Regions from separate parts of the Bombyx mori genome. Here region 2 is linked to region 1. The links are chromatin contacts, called in public Hi-C maps. All regions are on one chromosome and are shown on one strand. The core of a region is the stretch at or near the end of the contact, and the rest is flanking DNA. Distances in the headings are between cores, read along the strand shown.

What was found. A called contact is a pair of places that touch in the nucleus more often than the background predicts.
Region 2: a contact with region 1 is called in a Hi-C map of posterior silk gland, with 3 times the contacts expected there. The contact joins two enhancer-like sites. A contact is called at or near these places in 2 of 7 Hi-C or Micro-C datasets (middle silk gland and posterior silk gland).

What each region holds. Positions count from the first base shown.
Region 1 is chr27:5,792,432-5,797,211 of ASM3026992v2, reverse strand. LOC101745417 (plastin-2) reads left to right here. Exons shown (of 15, transcript XM_004923454.5): 15 at 2,326-2,753. The coding sequence ends at 2,494. The region is part of intron 1 of LOC134201541 (a long non-coding RNA gene); the gene reads right to left. It overlaps LOC101736790 (transmembrane and coiled-coil domains protein 2), which reads right to left. Exons shown (of 16, transcript XM_062676505.1): 16 at 4,423-4,780. Among protein-coding and RNA genes, the nearest start is that of LOC134201542, 31 kb to the left of the region's middle. Within about 2 kb of position 2,336, at least 3 of the 8 cell types and tissues checked have open chromatin away from gene starts, as enhancers often do.
Region 2 is chr27:6,173,493-6,178,272 of ASM3026992v2, reverse strand. It overlaps LOC101744693 (IQ motif and SEC7 domain-containing protein 1), which reads left to right. Exons shown (of 23, transcript XM_021346151.3): 19 at 116-319; 20 at 1,539-1,617; 21 at 2,062-2,192; 22 at 2,968-3,108. Among protein-coding and RNA genes, the nearest start is that of Mir3410, 4.7 kb to the right of the region's middle. Within about 2 kb of position 2,087, at least 1 of the 8 cell types and tissues checked has open chromatin away from gene starts, as enhancers often do.

The sequences.
Region 1 (4,780 bases), core at 1,087-3,586:
GAAATGTGAACTGAATTGATTTATATTTGTTCGATTTATCTTCAATGAAGTAACGAATTGTTTTCATATAATCAATTATTGGGATTGGTGAATGTTTAATTTACTGCTTATTGTGTCTCATACTTTCGTGTTTGTGTAATAGGTGGGAACATTATATATATGTAATATTATTATATATGAAAATATAAACATGCAATATTTAAAAGTATTTAGTAAAAAAATCAGTTGAGAAACTGTTGGTTTTAAGAATAACATGCTGCGTATTCTATTCATATTTACAAACCGATACCTCCAATGAACACTACTCTAACTCAAAATTTTGAAATTTTGGTTTTCCACGCAAATCGCTTCACTATGTTAAAAGTATTACAATTAATCATTATTAATGGGGTTCAAAGCAAGGGTAAATCAGCTAGCTACACAAAAAAACCATAAATATATCTGCAATAATAAAGATTTTATCAACTTTTTTCGTTTAAACGCTCCTCCTGTAAATCTACGAATTTGGAGTTAGCGTAGTGTTCATTGGAGGCATCGAAACATAACTTATTAAAGTTTATATAATATAATATGTTTAATTGATATATTAACTTTCAGTTTTTTTGTTTTTTTACTTGGCCTTTCAACTATATAAATAAAGTTAAACAATAAGCAGCCATGTTTGTAACTAAATGTAGTTTTACGAACAATATATTGTATAATTTCTCTCTTTTATAAGTTATCATTTTAAAACTTCAGCGTTTTATAAAACTGCCTGAAAATACTTAATATACAAGCGTTTTTCTAATTTTTGTAATTCCGTAATGAATGATCGCGGCCTAAAATAAACTAAATATAACTCGTTAAAAAGCGAATAGCTATTGCATTCACGGTACTTTAAAAAAATACTTTTAAATATTAAAAATGAAGGAATTTTAGTGCTTATAAAATAAATTAGTATTAATTACTTGTCAACTTTTATACATTTTTTACAACGAATCTTTTTTTACGATATAATGTATTTTTTTCTCATTTTTTTTAATTGGATTTGTAAGGACACTCGTGCTGCCCGTGCCAACGGAAATGTGCTAAGTAAAAAAATGCACCATTTTATTAAAATGACAAAAAGACATAAACTCAATATAATGCAGTTTTTGTGTATTTTAGATCAACTTTCATTTTATAATTAATTATTCGAAAGTGTAATACGTATTTTATTTATGAATATTGCTTATAAAAACATTGGGAGTTGGCAATCATGTGTGTGTGTGGAATTGATTATGTGATATTACATGGGTGTTTGTATTGTTATGTACAACGGAACTGCGTAATCGTACGTGTCTGTACGTTTTATATACATTTTTGTAGTTACGTATTTTAATGTCATATACTTACAATGTCAATTGTCTACAAATTGACTACGAACAAAAGATTTGTAGACAATTGCGTCGTGCCTCTTTTCTTTTTCATAACTTTATTTACATTCCTTGTTTACTCTGCATTCCTTTATTGGCATTTGTATTTTATAATTATGAAAAAAAAAAAAAAAACATTAAACTCCATTTAATTAAAAATTGCCTACATATTAATTGTATTGCAGAATGTATTTCATATTTTTTATTAGATTTTACATTCCTCAGGGGAAACAACGATTATATTATTTGCTATTATTTTTTTTTAAATGTAAATTTTTTATTTTGTTAGTTTTATTATTTAAGGATTTTTAAAACGATTTTAGAATTTTAGTTTTTTTTTTATCTATGATGATCATTATGCTAAGAATAATTTTGTTTATAAACTGAAATTAACTAACAACGCTGGATCTAGTGATACTTGCTACTTGTCTGGAATGTTTAGACGAAAATGTAAACAAATAAAATAAAAACCGATTTCGTATTTCGCATCTTTTCATTTCTCCTTTTCGCACTAAAACTATTTAGCGACTGTAAATTCTCCACGTCTAAGCGACTGATAATAGATATATAGAATAGAGCAGATTAAAAAAAAAATTACAATTTTAAAAATGGAGCTAACTATTAAAAATAATATGGAATTGGAAATGAATTTTTTTCTATATGCAAATATTTTATTACCTTTATTACCTAGACAAATCAATTCGATTTAATGATTATTGTAAGTTTAACAGCATATATTTACTAACCAATATATCAAGTTGGTAAAGATTATATTAATTCTACTTAAATGCATTATTCGGAAGCGGATGAAATTGATTTGGAATCGAAATCTGCTCATCTTTCGTTACATCGTCTCCCGCCAGTTGCACAGCATCATACCAGCACAATCTGGGGGACCTGGATACTTAAACCGAATCTTGTGTGATTTTAGATCCAGTGATGATGCTGTAATTACCGAAACAGTAGAGACTACAGAGATGTACCAACTGGTGGAGGATTCGGGCTGGGGTATGCCGACTGCTGAGAAACCAGAGCCGCCTCCAAAGCCTGATAATTTATCGCCACTGCCTAGATCTAATTCTGAGGAGTCGATTAATTAGACACAACGGCGACTAGGTTAATAAGGTGGCTGCAAATGAAAGGTCAAACATTCCGTATTTCATTTCTTTTATTTATGTTTAGAAAGGTCTGCAGACTGCTGTTTTTAATGACTAACGGGGCTGAAAATATTTCGTTTTTAGGTGCAGTATTCATTTCATATTTTTTTAATTTTATTTTTGTAAAATTTTATAATGATATATTTAAGATCCAATTTTTTATTTATTAAATAATAAATATTAATAAAATATTAATAATTTATTTAATGTAGTTTTTTTAAATACGCCTTTTTTATTTACTGCTTAGACGGGTGGACGAGCTCATAGCCCACCTGATGTTAAGTGGTCTTTTGATATGACATAAGGACGATATCTCGTTAATGTACAGTGGCTGCCTGCCCTATCTTTCAAAACGGAACGCATGTTTATTTCGCGGCAGAGAAGTTGATCGGTGGTACCTCATCTGTACTCTCAATACATCCAACAAATTATCCGTACAATTTACATATCTATATATTAATACGTGAAGCAAAAACTTTGTATCCCTTTTTACGAAAATTGCGCGGACGGAGAAGTATGAAATTTCCCACACTTATAGAGCATATAGAGAAGAAGTACACAATGATAATATTTTTTTTAAAATAGTGCGTAAAAAATATATTAAATCAATAAAAAAACATTACACACACTACATACCATGTATTTGACGCACACACGCAGGCATACTATTTATTGTCAAAGTTTTGTTCTTGACGTCTGTTGTCAAATTGAGAATAGATTAAATATTGTTTGTCTTTATTAATATTTTTTATAGAGTAGCCTTGGCGAAATTTATGATTAAAGAAGTATAAAATACAATCACAATAGTGTACAGACTTACAATTCCAATTAATTATAGTCGAATTTCGACTACTGCGAGACCTCTAGTCATTAAAGATACCTCAGACTGTTATGTTATGCTCTTACAATAAAAAACAATGTTACAATTTTTTAAGTAACCTAAGGTATATCCCGTTTTCTAAGTAAACTTTATTTTGATTATAGAGGTATTCATTGGTATTGTTTTTCGGAAAATCGGTGCAAACATATTGCGTTATCCAAACGAGGTTTTTTATTTATTATTGAGCCCTTACTACTTGTTGCTACTTATTTTATGCACTAAGTTGCTACTTATTTTGTATTAACTTACATATTTTTAGTATTTATTTGTATTTAATCGTATGTAAGTCTATCTTATATTGTGTTTATTTTTCACATGTGTATAAGTATATATTTTTATGTAAGTTTATTAAGATAAAGCACCGTCCAGTTTGCTTATTCCTCTCGCTGCAAGGTTGCCTGGAAGAGATCGCTTTCAGCGATAAGGCCGCCAATTTATGTCACCGTCTATTATTTGTTTTATATGCTTACTGTGTACATGTGGTATTAAGTAAAGAGTTATATTATTATTATCATTACTGGTGGCCCCGAGGCCTTTCCAGTTTCACCAGGACAGATGGGCGAGCAAAGGCTCAGCCAATAGGGGTGGGACTTGAGAACAGCCGCCCGAGCGCCTCGGAAGAAGACCAACAACTCAAGAGCAGCTGCTTAACAAATGAATCTACTAACGGATCAGAATTGCGACCCGCTGAGAAGATCCGGGCGAGAAACATAGCGGGCTGATGCATGGGTTAAGTTCCATTTAGGCTAGGAACTCTGCAGTATTCGACGAGTACCTACCGGGGCCCTAAGCCTGGTCCTATTATTAGAGCTGAAGGCGTCTAATGCAAGAGTTATTGGATCTGATGCATCCGTAAGGACGTGTCAAAACGAATTACAAATGAAAACAAATAATCGTCTCATTGATTAATTAATACACTACACATAATACATTTTATAGATTGTAAATTTTTATGGACTGTAAATAGACATTGAAATGAAAAACATTAGAATTAAACTGTGATGATTTTATTGAATCAATAAGGGCGGCAGTAACGACCCCGTAAACATATTGCATTCGTAATTGAGACTAAAAACGATACAAACCAATTTGAAACAATCAATTGAATTTAGAGAATAATTATAAATTATTTATATTGAGATCATAATTATATCTAAATTTATAGATACATTGATGATGGACGAGCAAAAACTATTACAAAAAAAAATTGGTTTGCATCTAACATTTACAATAAAATAAAAGAAAACGGGCAAATTGTAATGATTCTTGATTCGATATTTACAGGAGCAACAATAAAAACGCATTTATATTTACAAAACCATTAGATTATTGCTTCTAAAAAAACTTTA
Region 2 (4,780 bases), core at 838-3,337, 380 kb before region 1:
GACCTCGTGCCTCAAGGGGGAGGGGGGGGGTGCTCATTCACATTGTGATCGCAATAAACAAATAACCATTTTATTTATTTATATATCGATTTGTCTAACGTTTATCAACTTTCAGATTACCCGTTCGGCATACGTTTGTCTCGTCGAGTCGACAACCGTCGCTTGTCTACGTTTAACGCTCGCAACGAGCACGACCGCTGCAAGTTCGCGGAGGACCTTCGCGAGAGTATCGCCGAGATGGACGAGATGGAGGCCATGAGGATCGAGGGCGAACTCAACAGGGGGAAGGGAAGGAACACCGGGAACAACGCCAGGAACGGTAAGAGAGCTGTTCTGAGACATTTATTGAGCTTACATACATACTCTAGGTAATAGGTACTTCTAGGTACCACCGCCCTGCCTATTCACTGGTGGTAGGACCTCTTGTGAGTCCGCGCGGGTAGGTACCACCGCCCTGCCTATTTCTGCCGTGAAGCAGTAATGCGTTTCGGCTTGAAGGGTGGGGCAGCCGCTGTAACTATACTTGAGAAGAAATGGTATATGATAGAGGAGTATGGTAAGAAAAAACATGTTGCGCCGACCCCAGGTGACTGGAAGAAGGACAGGAGAATGATGATACACACTTGAAGTCGTCGTGGCCTAAAGGTTAAGACGCCCGGTGTACTAGTATCGAGGGATGTGACTGGGCCGATGCTCGAATCCCGCAGGCAGGTTTTTTTTCTTATTGCTTAGATCGGTGGCCGAGCTCCAATTGAAGAGTACCAATATACTACTTATTCTAAGGAAATCTTCACGAATTACTTCAACGATGAAAGAATAGCATTTTGTAATCAAAATGAAACCCGCGAAAATTGTAGCATATGTAGTCACTAAACAACTGAGACGTAAACGTCAAGTTATATTGCCAATGGTAACTTAGAGCCCATAAACATCAACAATGTAAATTTAGTCACCACCCACTTTGAGACATGAGTTCTAAATCTCAGTTTTTACAATACAACGGTTGTCAGAGCCTTCAAACCGAAACGCACTACTGTTTCACAGCAGAAATAGGCAGGGTGGTGGTAAAGCAACTCTAAATTATAAAAAGAGTGTGTGTTTAGGATTGAAGTAAAAATTTATTTAGCTCCATCTAGATGTATATCTATGTGTATAATATATTGCATACTACATAATTATATTATTTTTCTACTAATACTTAAATTTATTATGGGTTTTCATTGATAAATTAAGATTTTTGATAGCACTTATAGTGTAATATAGTCAATAGGTCAACTATGTCTCAGATAATACGAAACGTAACTCTCTCACTCTTTTTCTTCACTAACTTATATCTCCGTCTCAACTTCTGTTCGCGTCGCCCGATCACACTTTTCGTAACGCTCTCGATACGCATTCACCAGCTTACTCCCCAAGTCAAGCGTGCTTAAAGAAGTTTTACTTCAATAAAATAAAACAATTCACACAACTACGCTGCTCGCATTCCCGCCAAAAAGCGCGTTATACTAACAGTTTGTTTGTTTATATGTTCGTAACAGTGATGGAAAACCGAGACAGCGGCGTGGCTGATGTTGAAATCGATCACCAGCAGTGCGTCGACCACGTCCACATGCACGGGTATGTTTTTTTTTGTTTTCTTAGGACTGAAGGATTACTGGAGACCTTTCCAGTTACACCAGGACAGGAAGGCGAGCAAAGGCTCAGCCAGGAGGGGTGTGATTTGCTAACAGCTGCCCGAGCGTCTCTAGTTTCAATATATTATGTCAATTCCGTTCTTATTATAAGTAACATCTGGGTTATGGTTGTAAGTTTTTTTCCTAATTTGCATAGCACAAGTTGTGTTTAGAATCTTATAGAAGAAGGAGTTTTAAAGCTGGATACATTTTAGATTTTTTGCAATAATTCAAATAATTCAAAATTAATTCAAAATATGCCAGATTAATTCATAATTTACTCGCTCTGATAGCTACCGGGCATTGTATGTAAAAGTATAATATCATGATCAGCGCCATCTAGTATACATACTAGGAAGTGATGTGCATTGTCTTTGGTTGTTTCCAGCGTGGTGGTTCCTCCTCCGCCCTCGTGTCCAGCACCAGCAGCCCCCTCCAGGCTCTCCTCGAACCCACCGCCCACCAGCATCATCAAACGGAACGTGCTCAGCAACTCTCTAGTCGATATCAATGACCCGGGTAAGTATATAGACCCATATGTCCTTTGAACTTCCACCTCATATCAGAACAATCAGACTGTTATTTGAGACATCAGAACGGGAATGCCGCCTCAAATTGAAATATGAAGTCGAAATCGAATCGAATCGAAGTCGAAGTCGAAATTTTGAAGTCGTCGTGGCCTAAAGGATAAGACGTCCGGTGCATTCTAGCGATCTAGCGATGCACCGGCCTTCGAATCCCGCTGGCGGGTATCAATTTTTCTAATGAAGGGTGGGGCAGCCGTTGTAACTATACTGAGACCTTAGAACTCATATCTCAAGGTGGGTGGCGTATTTACGTTGTAGATGTTTATGCGCTCCAGAAACCACCTAACACCAGGTGGGCTGTGAGCTCGTCCAATCATATAAGCAATTTAAAAAACATGTCCATGCACCGGTGATTTCCTTAGTCTATTTTTCGTCATCCACCAACACACATAATAAGTGCACTCAAATTATCAGTAAATTCATATTAGTATTTAGTTCTATAAAGTCTTCTCAGAGGAAACTTTGTTAATAACAGAGACAGTACGTTTCTTTTACGTGAACGGTAGATAGCGGCTTTTTTCTGCCCTCGGCTTTGCTGACGGCCATGAGTGACGGTAACCACTCACCATCAGGTAAGCCGTATGTTCATCTGCCTACAAGGGCAATTTAAAAAAAAGCCAATTTACTGGAATGGTAGGTAAGTTTGCATAGTAAATAGAATCAAAAAACCGCCCCATATTCCAATGTATTAGTTTGCTTAATTGCAGTGGCTCTTGCAGCGGAGCGACTCCAGCGGCGCGGGTCGGTGGGGTCCCTGGACAGCGGCATGTCCGTCTCCTTCCAGCAGGGAAGCAGGAACGCATTACACGCCACTTCACCGAGACATCCCACGGAACAACGGTCGCCGGGTAAGGAATAATTCTTAGAAGCGTTATTTTAAATTTAATGTCTTTGGTATTGCCAATGTCCATGAGTTACGATTATCGCAGAGACGGTCGATGAAGTAATTAGATTTAGCTTACAGTTTTACGATTTGGATATCTATCAGTTTGGTTTGCGTCATTTTGTTGAAAGTTATCGCGCGTCACCTGACGTATGTGCTTGGTGCTATAATACCTTCAAATCCTTCCATTCCTTCCATAAGGTGTCGTCATCAATGATGAATACTGAAGTCGTTTGGTCTTAAGAACGCGCAAGATGAAATCGTAATTAAAATATTGATATCATCTATATTATGTCGCATCCGGATACGGCAAACGAAACGAAAGCGCGCCATCTAGTGGGTGGTAGCCGCAACTACTAGACGAACGTCGGCTCACTTCGAGTGGCGTGCTTCGGCAGAGTCGAGATGTCATTGCTCGAGTGGAATCGAGACGCATTGTTTGCCTGACCAGGTCCTTAAAACTGCGATACTTTAAGACAAATATTTTTTTGTATAGAAACTAGCGACGTCTTGTAGCGGATGCCCCTAAACTTATATGTTGTTAAAAATAAGGCATTTAATTATTATATAACTAAACACAGCAAATAAAAAAAAAATCATACAGGTCTTCATTTGCTATAGACAAATTGATTAAATTTTATAAATTTTTGGTTTCTGAATTTTACAAAATCCTTCATTACAAAATAAAATATAGGATAGGTAATATGTTACTGCCATCTACAGGAGCAATGAGAAACTAATCGAAGCGAAGCCATCTATTGGCCGACGCCCGTAAACATTTTTGTTGAGTGCTCGAGTTGCTTATCTATAACTAATTTATGTGCATTATCTATGTGCCTGACTTAGGAAGAGTGGAGACTTCTCGGAACTGTCATTGTTTCGTGTTACGCAAGCTCTTTGTACGATTAACCACCGTCCGCTCACAATGTCACAAAAATTATGAAGATATCTGCCCATTCTGCGACATATATAAGACTCGATGCCTCTAAATTTCTTATTAGCACAGTAAATGAATATTTTTTCAGTTTACATTATGTATAACTGTATAAGTATAAGTAGTATAAACTGTATAAGTAATATATATAACTGTATAAGTTCCTACTTCTTTTGTATTTTATCTTGTATATTTTTATTATTTATTTGTATTTAATCGTATGTAAGTTTATCTTTTAGGTTTTTTTTTATTGCCTTTGTAGGCAGACGAGCATACGGTCCACCTGATGGTGAGTGGTTACCGTCGCCCATGGACTTCAGCAATGCCAGGGGCAGAGCCAAGCCGCTGCCTACCACTTAATACTCTCCACAAGCCTCGTTTGAAGAAGGACATGTCATAGCGCTCGGGAAACACCGTGGAGGGGAGCTCATTCCATAGCCGGATGGCACGTGGCAAAAAAGAGCTCTGGAAACGCACTGTGGATGACCGCAGTGGCTCCAGGTAGTATGGATGAACTCTACTCCGGTGGCGGGCGCTGCGATGGTAAAAACGAGATGTCGGTATCATCTCAAACAATTCCTCAGAGCACTCCCCATGGAACATACGGTACAAAATACAGAGGGAACCGAAGTCCCTCCGCAGACCCTTTTCACATGTGTATATAAGTATATATTTTTATGTAAGTTTATTAAGATATAGCAAC